2 separate regions of the Pan troglodytes genome follow, and region 1 is linked to region 2. A link is a contact called in public HiChIP or PLAC-seq data. All regions are on one chromosome and are shown on one strand. The core of a region is the stretch at or near the end of the contact, and the rest is flanking DNA. Distances in the headings are between cores, read along the strand shown.

Region 1 (5,993 bases), core at 1,042-3,541, 630 kb before region 2:
AGAATCAGGGATTCTTGAAGATGGAATAGCCCCCAAAAGGACATCTGTTCCAATCTCTCATCGGTACATATATCTTTATCACAGCATCTACACTAATTATCCTATTTCTACTTTGATAATTTCAGGCCTAGGAAAATTCACTGCTTTAAAAAGTAGTCCTGTTTATTGATAGGCAACTATAAGTTCTTAGTTGGCTCCTTGTTTTCAACTGAATTTTGGCTGTCATTCATTCCTTCATTCAACTAATATGAATAGAATGTCTGGTATGTGCCAACTTCTGGGTACTGGGATTCAATAATGAGCAAGATCCATGTCTTCACCTCAGGAAGCTTACTCTAGTGTAGGTGACTGGCAAAGACATCATGTGTCTGGCAAAGACAACATGATAAGTACTACTACAAGACCTTGTCTAGAAACCATGAGTATACAGGAGGTTCATAATTCCCCTAGTCCTAAGGGATTAAAGAAGGCTTCCTGAAGGAACTGATGTTTATTCTGCTAAGCTGCCATATTAATTTTTAAACCAATATCAGCTTAAAGGGTTACACAACATATAAACCTTAATCAATTAAAGAAAAGGAGAATAACCAATAGATAATTTACAAATACGAATTACCAGCCTCCCAACTCTATTTGTTGAAATATAATCAGTCTTTCAAGGCTCTTCTCTGATGTTATCTCTTTCATTCTTTCTTGATCCTCTCATTTAGATCGCTTTCTGCTTTCTACTTTTTTTGGTGCTACATTTCACCTCTAACTTTGTTCTTGTTTTAGCCCCTTAAAAGATTATAAGCTTAAAGATAAGGACCACATTTAACTTATATTTATCTCCTACTTGTCTATAGAAGGCATTAAGAAGTATGTGTAGCATTACATTTAATTAAAGTCTTGTCACTTGATTTTGCCTGGAATGGATTCTGAGAAGTTCCAGAGTTAGGCATAGCCCCAAGATACTGATTTCTTGGTACCTAATCTCACAAGTTTAACAGTATACAATCTTAATGTGGTATTAGACTTTATTACTAGTGGCAATAGCACTAAACTCAAGTTTAAATGTATTACTCATGTCCAGTAACTTTTCTGGACCTGTTACTTTATTGTAAAATGTAAGAATTTTACTAAAGTATTCCTAAGGCCAATCCGGCTTTTCAGTCACCCAATCAGAGACACCCTTGGAATCAGAGATATCCAATCAGAATTGCTCTGTGTTTTATTAATTCTCCTGGAGCTTCCACTTTTTCTTTGATTCTCAAACTAATTCCTGAACCTTGCAACACAAAAATGACCATACATCAATTCATTAAACACTTAACAGATGCTAATAAATAAAAGTTCACTTGTAATTATATCAAATATAGATCTTACCCTCTCCCCCAACATGCTTTTCCTTTCAATAAAAACTCCCTTATATAAATTTTGAGTTTACAGATCCAGATACAAAAAATTATGTATAAAATTTTACTGGTATATTTAGTTAAAAAAGCCAAGCCTAGGCGCATCTACCCGACTCACAGTTAAGAAACAAAACTGATGACTTGATGATGATATTCCTGATATTCCATCAGGAATGTCAGGGTATGTTTCCTAACTTAAAGGGCATATCCTATTTTGAGAGAGATCCGAACTATGTCAACTCCTTACAAACAACTCAGTGATAGGCGGGGCTATAAACCTTACTGGTGAAGGAGGTTCAGATAGATTAAAACAACTTGCCCTAGATCAAGGACCCTTCAATGGAACTGAAAGGGCAGACGTTCTAATTCAAAAGTTCTACATTATTTTTCGCTGCACTATACATCTTACTGCTCTCAGCACAAAGCAATGCAGATGTGCTGAACTCAAGGACCTAGGGGCGACACCTGTAGAGGGTCTGGCGACTGGGAGGGAGGGAGAGGGGATCCAGCTCCAGCACTCTGCCACCAGCCGGGAGCTCACAGGCCCGCGAGCTCCGCCTGCGGCCTTCCAAACAGCCAAGAGCGGAGAAGCGGCTTCGGTCCTACCTGGGGACCACGACGCGGCCTGACCTGCAGGGCTCGGCCTGTGTCCACAGGCTACCCACCCCCACGGGCTCAGGAGTTCTTAGATGGCGCCGGTCCATCAAAAAGCGAGGTCCGGGACAGGGAATAACTACCCACCTGACAGAAGGGAAAATCGCCGCCTTGCATCTCACTTCCGGGTTCGTCTCCTAGCCTGCTCAGGATTGGCTCCTGCGTGAGGGCGGGGCCTCGCCGCTACTTTCCCCGCCCCCTCACTGCGTGCGGTAGCCAATGAGAGCCGAACTGGACTTGAAGCGTCTACGTTATCCATGAAGTGTCGCGAGAGAAACGGACGCCGTTCTCTCCCGCGGAATTCAGGTTTACGGCCCTGCGGGTTCTCAGAGGCAGGTTCAGACCGTGTTGTTTTCTTTTCACGGATCCTGCCCTTTCTTCCCGAAAAGAAGACAGCCTTGGGTCGCGATTGTGGGGCTTTGAAGAGTCCAGCAGTGGGGTAATTTAGGAATCGCATTCGTCTCCTATTTCTGCAGGTTCCCAGGCGGAAGCCCAGAGTTAACTGGAACCTCGGAAAGAGCGGGCCGAGTGGGCCGGGGAGGGGTCCTGGCGGGCTCAGCGTTCTGATTCCGAGGTTCCCTGCGGTGAGGGCGTGTTGAGGCTTGGAATCCCGACGGAATCTGGAGCTCCAGATGTGGTGGGGGTTGTCTCGCGGTGGCAGCCACTCTTCCCCAAACCTGGCTATTTTCAGTCATCCTGCTGGTGCCTAAAGGTGTTCCTCCGCAGACCACGTGTTTGTTTATTTACACTCGCTTTAAACGCGGGCCCGTTCCCTTTTCCAAACTAGCCAGGTCCTTTACAAAAAATCGTGGGGTTTGAATAGGAAATACAGGATTGCCTCTGTTCTCCAGAGTAACCTATGCGTGCAACTTAAAAATATCTGCACATCTAGAGTTGTTTGTGTGTTGAACCAGAACCGTATGTGACCCTTTCTGCCCATTTATTTAGCATACATTAATTTCCCATAAGAGCACGGGAAAGGAAAATAGGAGTTTAATCATCTTGGTGAAACTAGGAAACAGGATGTACACTGGAGATGTATTATTTTCTATGCTCAGTTCATTAAAAAAATAAAAGTATAGTGGGTGCTTAGATGAAAATGAGACTTCTAGATTTGCCAGTCTAATTAAGACGTCTGTACCTTGTGCAGCGTAAATCATGTTGGTTAAATACGTGCAGGCTTTTAAAAAATGTGTTTTATGATGTAATTTTGTTTTTAGAATTTCTAGAATTTGGAATCGAGTGCATTTTCTGACATTTGAGTACAGGACCCAGGGGTTCTTGGAGAAGAACCTGGTCCCAGAGGAGCTTGACTGACCATAAAAATGAGTACTGCAGATGCACTGTAAGCACCTGACTTCTGGAATCCCTTGTTATTTGGGGTTTCTAAAGCTCGTCAACTGTGATCACAGTAAAAGAAAACTTATTTAATAAGCAGTAAATAAGGAACCTGCTTATCAACAGAAATATTAGTCATCAAAAAGGATATTTGGAATGTTTTAAATATTTATCTGTTTGTTAACTAGAAGCTAATATGCAGCTATAGATTGGAGTCTTGCAGTAATTTGATATATTGATATAGTATTGTTTATGTTCTTAGGCTTCATCTTAAATTATTGAAGTGATAAATATTCTTGAATTTTCCTGACAAATTCTTATTAGTCAATGCAGTTCTGTTTAAGATTTTTAGAGTAAATTCCTCTAGTATTAAATAAGCTGGAAATGAATTTGAATGGAATGGGAATAAATAAAAGGACTGTAAAAGTTATGTGCACTTTTACACATAACTCGGGAGCCCGAGGCTGGCGGGATCATCTGAGGTCAGGATTTGGAGACCAGCGTGACCAACATGGTGAAACCCCGTCTCTACTAAAAATACAAAATTAGCCAGACGTGGTGGCGCATGCCTGTAATCCCAGCTACTCAGGAGGCTGAGGCAGGAGAATCATTTGAACCCGGGAGGCGGAGGTTGCAGTGAGCCGAGATCGTAAAAAAAAAAGTTATGTGGGAAAGACTTTAGACTTGGAGTCTTTTACCCTAGTTTCAAGTCCTTGGACGTTACTAGCTGTGTGACCTTGGGCAAGTCAGCAGTTCTCTGAGCCTTGCCTCAATTTTGCCATTGGTATAATTGGAATAATTATACCTTTTTCAGATTAATTTTGAGGCTTAAATGAGAGAATTCATGAGAAAATACTTCATAAATTGCTACAGAAACATATAGTAGTATGATTTGAAAAGTATTCTGACCTACCTTCTTGGATATATCAGTGAGAACTGTGTGCATATCATTTTTGAAGTTTTTGAAGAGAAATCGTTTGTGGAAATATCTTTTGTTTGTAAAGATTTGAATTTTGGAGATATATACAGAGATTTTTTAAAAATTCATTGTGGTTTATTGAAAATAGCCTGCGTTTTCATCATGGGTTTTAGTCCCGTTTCTGTCACTAGTTATGTGATAAAGCAGTTAATTTCTCTGGGTTTAGCCTTCTCATTTGTCAGAGATAATAATGCCTGACTCTTTATCTGTGAGGGTTGAGATGAGATCATAAAAATAAAAGTATTCCATACAATTAAATTTAGTGTAAGAGTATTAATAACTATTACATTGCTACTTCACATTAAAATACCTTTGAATATTACCAAATTCAAACTGAAACAATTCTGTGTTGGCCAACTTTATTAATGAAATCTAACTCTGTAGAGAGTAGAGTCATGCAAGTGTCTTCAAGGGCCTGAATGTAAATTATTGCATATTAGTATAAAATTGACTCATAAACTTAGAGGAAGGCTTTTTAAATTAACTTCGATTTTCCTGGAAGAGTACGAAGTCAGATAAATAACAAGTTTATTTATCTGAGGAAAACAAGCAAACTTTTGGGCCTGGGTTACATGAGTTTGTAAGACTGGTTATAACAAGGTTATAAATTTTTGAAGCAGTTATAGAACCTTGTAAAGATTTATGTACATTTGTTCTATATTGAACTAGTGGTTAGGAAAACTGTAATATATATAACGTTGAATACTTCAGATTTTCAGATGAACTCTAAGGCTAAAAAAATGATTTTACTCTATAACTGTTATTATTTATAAGTTTAAGTCTCAATTTGTTTGAATATCCTTTAATGAATTATTAATATATTGAAATGTTTCTTCTTTCTTAATATAGTGATGATGAAAACACATTTAAAATATTAGTTGCAACAGATATTCATCTTGGATTTATGGAGAAAGATCCAGTCAGAGGAAATGATACGTTTGTAACACTCGATGAAATTTTAAGACTTGCCCAGGAAAATGAAGTGAGTGTGGTTTGTATTTGTGCACTTTCTACCATATTCCCTTGGTTAACAAGTTATTTTTCCTTCTAAAGTTAGAGCTTATGCTCAGGTGCTTACCTTGCCTGCTTGAATATCGATATACTGAAAGCTCAAAGCCGATTTTGTATGCTTTGTGTCTTAAATTCAAGTAGGAGCTACTTTTGTAAATAGTCTGTTAAAATTTACAAATGTTTTTGGGGTGTTTACTGAATGCAGGATCCTGTGGCAGTGTCTATTTGAAATGTAAGGTGACTGTCAAAGCTTCTGCTTTCAGATAACGTAGAAGAAAACTGGTGTGAAAGACAAATATCCACAATCCACAGATGCAAGGTTGTATGTGATAGGAGCCCTAAGAAAATTGTAAATAGCATTTCCTTTGAGTTTAGAGGCAGAAAAAATCACGTTTAGATTATAGCAAGATGAGTTTAATGAAGAAGGTTGTGTTTAACTTGGGCTTTGGAGGAAGGGTAGACTTTTGGCCAGTGGGGAGCATAGAGAATGTACATCCATGTGAAGCAGGAGTGAGGAAACCCATGAGACAGTATAAGGTATGTTAGGGGCCCTGTAGTCAATTTGGCTCACCAGCAGGTCATAGTTAGCAAGCTTGCTGAGAGACTAGAAGGAAGGG
Region 2 (5,593 bases), core at 416-2,915:
TGGATTACGATAGTCTTCTATGTCTTCCTTCCTATCTTTTTTTTTAAACAGGGTCTCATTCTGTCACCCAGGCTGGAGTGCAGTGGTACATTCATGGCTTACTACAACCTCTGCCTCCTGGGCTCAAGTGATCTTCCTGCCTCAGCCTCCCAAGTAGCTAGTACTACAGACGTGGGCCACCATGCCCAGGCTAATTTTTATATTTTTTTGTAGAGATGGGGTCTCAGTATGTTGTCCAGGCTGGCCTCAAACTCCTGGGCTCATGCAATCCACCTGCCTCAGCCTCCCAAAGTGCTGGGATCACAGGTGTGAGCCATCACACCCGGCCCTTCTAGGTCTTTCTATCTTCCTGCTCCACCATCCTTACTTAGCATGATGGTTTTTGCATTCATTTATGTAACTTAATGGATGCAAGACACATGCCACAGATCTGAACAGAATAAATGTTTTCAAGGCAGAAAGAAAGGGGGAGGGGAAGTCCCAGCCTTAGCTGTCCTTTTTATGAGGAAAGCAAAAACTTTTCCAGAAACACCTCAAAAAGACTTCCCCTTAAATATCACTGGCCAGCACTGGGTCACACTGCTATCCCTTGTGGCAAGTGAGGCTAGAAATTCTAGTTTTGACAAAGTGAAATATAATTTCATGACTAGTTTGGACCAAAACTGATTGCCCCACCCCTCCATCGACCTCTCCTGGAGACTAATTACACTTGCTCTGAGCCCCCAGAGCATGCTGGGCCTCTCTGATCCTAGCGACATATGCACTGTACAGCGGTTGTTTTTTTTTTTTTTTTTTTGAGACGGAGTCTCCCTCTGTCGCCCAGGCTGCAGTGCAGTGGTGCAATCTCGGCTCACTGCAAGCTCTGCCTCCCGGGTTCACGCCATTCTCCTGCCTCAGCCTCCCGAGCAGCTAGGACTACATGCACCCACCACCACGCCCCTTTAATTTTTTTTTTTTTTTTTTTTTTTTTTTTTTTTTGTATTTTTAGTAGAGACGGGGTTTCACTGTGTTAGCCAGGATGGTCTCGATCTCCTGAACTCGTGATCCGATCCGCCTCGGCCTAGCGGTTGCTCATTTTTTGCAGCCCCCACCCCTTGCTAGGATTTCTAAACAGGTGCCCACATCCTTGTATCCCCAGCACTTAACACAGTGCCTAGCTTCATTCCACCGGTTTATTTGAGTGACTGCCATGTGCGAGGCTCTGTGCAAATAAAGCAGGCGATTGGTGAACATTTCCTGGATGGATGGAGGGATGGATGGATGGACAGATGGGTGGATAGATGGATGGATATCATCACTGTGCAGTGGTTCCCATCAGGGCAGCCTGAGTCTCCCCACCCCCTCCCCTCATCCCTCTCACTCCAGGCTGTCATTTCACTTTCCTAAAAGCCTTCCCTTTGCCCATGATGCCAATGACTAGCTCTGTCCTGAAGCAATAGCTAATACTTTCCCTCCTTCCTGCCACCTAGCATCCAGCCGAACCTTGAATCAATACCAGTAAAATGGGTGTGAACGGAAGGAGGCTGCTCATTATTTGCCATTATTTACCTCTGAGTCTGTGCATTCCCATTCCTTCCCATATTAATTCTCTCCCCCGCAACACCCCCCCCCGCCCCCCCTATCCTTGGGAACTGGTTCAACCAGAGTACAACCAGCTCATCTGCATCTGGCCCTAAAGAACCTGCGGCAGCCAGAGGCGGAGGAAGAGAGAAGGCCGCATAGGAGCTGCAGCGCGGTGCGGCCAGCACACACCCCGGCCCGCGAGGCCCCGGGCTCGCCCATGAGGCCTCTGCCCAGCGGGAGGAGGAAGACCCGAGGCATCTCCCTAGGACTCTTCGCCCTCTGCCTGGCCGCAGCCCGCTGTCTGCAGAGTAAGCTCCGGGGGACGCCCCGGGTGCTGGGGGAGCGGGAATGGGTAGGGGGGCACGGGCGGGGCCCCGGGGTCTAGCAGCGGCCCCCCTGGCCCTCGCCCACCTTGTCCGGCTGAGGGCGCGCGGTGAGCTCGGCTGGCAGGCACCGCGCCGCTTCCTCGTGGGGCTGGGCGCGGCCTGGAGACCCGGCGCCCGACCGTAGCGGGAGGGGCTGGGCAAAGCAGAGGCTACCGGCCGCGGCGCCCCGGCCCACTTCGGGGCGCCCGCCCCACCCGGCGAGCCCGGCCTATGGTTATCAGAGCTGGAAGGTGGCCCAGAGATAACCGGCTCCCAGCCCTGTGGCCGCCGCCTCTGCAACATTTTTTATTTCTTTTTCCTGGAATAACCAGATTGCAGTCCATGCGCCGCCCCCTACTGTGGGGACCCCTCCATGGCCTTCCTGGTCATCTCCCAGGAGAATAATAATCAGGCCTCCTTATCAGTCAGACGAACCCACAGCAGCCTGCTCCCGTGAGAAAAACGGTTCTGGGGTTTGGGTTGGGCGTTGTGGCCTGAAGTCCCCAGGCTGGAGGTGGTCCTCGCGACCAGCGCACTGAGTAGATTTGCTTTGGATGGCCGGACCCGGAATCCCCAGCCTGGTGAGCCTGGATGCGAAGCGTAGTCCCACAGGCTCTCTTGGACACAAACAACAGATCCTAGCACAGTTTTACTTTCTCATTTAATCATTACCATTCGCACTCCCATCTTACACATGGGCCAACTGAGGTTTAGAGAATGACAGAGCAGGGCCGCTGGAGGTGAGAGGCCCTGTAGTAAGAGCCAGCACTTATTAAGCATTTATGCATTCACCATCCCTCAGACTTTACAAGACCCCTCTCATTTAGTCCTTAGGGCAACCCTAATAAACTACTCTTATTCCTGTTTCACAAGTGAGGAAACTGAGGCACAGAAATGTTATAAGCCGATCGCAGGGGCTCACGCCTGTATTCCCAGCATTTTGGGAGGCCGAGGCCAGCGGATCCCTTGAGTCCAGGAGTTCAAGACCAGCCTGGGCAACATGGCAAACTCTCTGTAGTAAAAATATGAAAAAATTAGCTGGGTGTGGTGGCCTGTGCCTGTAGGCCCAGCTACTGGGGTGGGCGGCGGGGGAGCTGAGGTGAAAGGATCACTTAAGCCCAGGAGATTGAGGCTTCAGTGAGCCCTGATTGTGCCACTGCACTCTAGCCTGGGCAACAGAATGAGACCTTCTCCAAAGCGAAAGAAAAAGAAAAGGAGAGAGAGAAAAAAAATATTATGTTAACTTATACAAGGTGACTGAACGATCTAACATTTTTGGCTTTTACACCTCTCTGGCTAGAACCCAGCTTGAGAGGTTGCAAATCTCAGAAACCCAGTAAGACAGAGGCATGTTCCTCTGGCAGCTATGGATCAAGAAAACAGTTGGTTGTTAGTCTCGAGCAGGTGGATGGGTGTGTTTGTCACTGCAGTGGCTTTTTATATTATTTCTCAAACCTTTATCACTTGTTTCTAATCACCATACTTACACATCTGTTCAGATACCCCTCATGCTCAGGGACCAGCTATTTGCAATAGCGTATAATTCATTCATTCACTCACTCATTGACTGTACCCTCTCCCTGCAGGAAGCAGGCCACAGTGGGTACCTAGGATATGGTGGTTCACAGTTTTGTTCTCAGGAAGCTTAGGTGTCATGGAGAAGACAGACATGCAAACAAGAGGGGCAGCCTTGCAATGGCAAGCCTTGAGAGGCAAGAGGTGTCATGTTCTGGAAGCCCTAGCGTCTCAGAATCCAGACTTGAGCAAACTTCCCCAAAACAGCCCCACCCGCCCATACCTGCCAAATGGGTAGAAGCAGCTCGGGGGACAGGACAAAGGGAATGCAGGGTGTACCAGACAAAATGGCACATGCAAAACCTGGAGGCCAGGTAAAAGTTTGCAGTTTTCCATTGAGACCTGCCTCATGCACAGCAGTAAGCTCCAGGAGGGCAAGCACTCTGTTTCAACTCAGGGGCCCTAGCACTTGCCCAGTGCTAGCCAGGGCCTGCGCCCTTAAAAGACGTTAAATGAATGTGTGCCTGCCTGAATGAAGCCTGTGCTTTGGAGCCAGCCATAATGATGAAGAGTAGGCCTCCTCCTTGCTACCAGTTCCCTGCATGCTCTACCTCTTCTGCCTGTGTCAAAAGCTTCATCCAGAACCTCTGATATTCACTATTTACCCTGAAGTCTGAGATAAAGCATGCCAAACACCCTGCTTTTGAAACCTTTCCCCTACAAATGTATGGGTCCTCCCAAGATTCATATATTCAAGCCCTAACCTCCAATGTGATGGTATTTGGAGAAGGGGATTTAGGGAGGTGATTTGGTTTAGATGAGGTCATGAGGTGGGATCCCATAATGGGATTAGTGTCCTTATAAGAAGAGGAAGAGAGACCAGAGCTCTCCCTCCCAGCTGTGTGAGGACACAGCAAGAAAATGCATATTAGCAAGCCAGGAAGAAGGCCCTCACCAAAAACTGGCACCTTGATCTTGAGCTTCCCAGCCTCTCCAGAACTGTGAGAAATAACTGTGGTTTAAGCCACATCAGTCTATGGTCATCTGTTACGGCAGCCCAAGCTGACTAGGACAAGGACTTATGGGCTCGGAAAGCTGGCAGGCCTCCCCACCAGAACAGGCACCTTTCTAGAACATTTGTTCATGTCCTTTCCCAGTACATTAGCCATCAGGCTCACGAGTACCCACCCAGTGCTCCCTCTCATGTGGAAGTACTTGATCCAAGACTATAGTAGGATAGTTTAGTTAATGGCCTGGGCCAGAATCAACTTGCTTTGTTCCAATCCCAGTTTCTAAGTAACAGTCAGCTCCCCCAACACACACACATATACACACTGGGGCCAGTCCTCAGAAAAATAGAGGAACAGGGCTAGGGCTGAATCTGAAGCTGAGGAGGGAGTGGACAGACCCAGGGATGCCACAGCCAGAATGGAGCTGTGGGTTCTGGGCTTAGTGGAAGGTGGGGGCGGATGGGATGAGGAGGGAGCCAGTATAGGAGGAATCCTCTCAAGGCCCTTCACGAGACTCTGGGTCCATCACTCCATAAGTCCTCAGCAGCTGCCCAACGCTGCCATCCATGTGGCAAACATCTTAGAAGCACCTACCATGTTGCCGTGAGCCGTGCACTGATCCCTGATCAAACAGAGACACATGAGGTGTGGTCTCACTCTGCACTGTCCTTTCAGATTTATAAAAAATATTTTTGCATACATACAAATGTAGCCACTGGAAAAAAAGTGAGTTTCCAATGTACTTTTTAAAAATGCAATCATGGGGCCAGGTATGGTGGCTCATGCCTGTAATCCCAGCACTTTGGGAGGCTGAGCCGGGCAGATCACAAGGTCAAGAGATCGAGACCATCCTGGCCAACACAGTGAAACCCCGTCTCTACTAAAAATACAAAAATTAGCCGGGCGTGGTGGCAGGCGCCTGTAGTCTCAGCTACTTGGGAGGCTGAGGCAGGAGAATCGCTTGAACCCGGGAGGCAGAGGTTGCAGTGAGCCAAGATCATGCCACTGCACTCCAGCCTGGTGACAGAGTGAGACCCCATCTCAAAAAAAAAAAAAAATTTTTTTTAAATTTTTAAAAAATGCATTCATTCTGTACTGTTTATTCAGCAACTTAGTTTTACACCAATTTTTTTTAGCTCT

The links. HiChIP or PLAC-seq counts read pairs in DNA pulled down with a chosen protein or histone mark.
Region 1: an H3K4me3 HiChIP or PLAC-seq map of stem cell-derived excitatory neurons shows a contact between it and region 2, with 8 times the contacts expected there. The contact joins the promoter of ANKRD49 here to the promoter of VSTM5 in region 2. A contact is called at or near these places in 3 of 7 Hi-C or Micro-C datasets (blood, induced pluripotent stem cells and stem cell-derived neural progenitor cells) and 1 of 1 datasets of contacts at active chromatin or transcription factors (stem cell-derived excitatory neurons).

The regions. Positions count from the first base shown.
Region 1 is chr9:96,590,152-96,596,144 of NHGRI_mPanTro3-v2.0_pri, reverse strand. ANKRD49 (ankyrin repeat domain 49) reads right to left here and starts at 2,291. Exons shown (of 3, transcript XM_001142795.7): 1 at 2,136-2,291. MRE11 (MRE11 homolog, double strand break repair nuclease) reads left to right here and starts at 2,297. Exons shown (of 20, transcript XM_016921830.4): 1 at 2,297-2,487; 2 at 3,269-3,393; 3 at 5,215-5,347. The coding sequence starts at 3,374.
Region 2 is chr9:95,964,764-95,970,356 of NHGRI_mPanTro3-v2.0_pri, reverse strand. VSTM5 (V-set and transmembrane domain containing 5) reads left to right here and starts at 1,665. Exons shown (of 4, transcript XM_016921825.4): 1 at 1,665-1,871. The coding sequence starts at 1,781.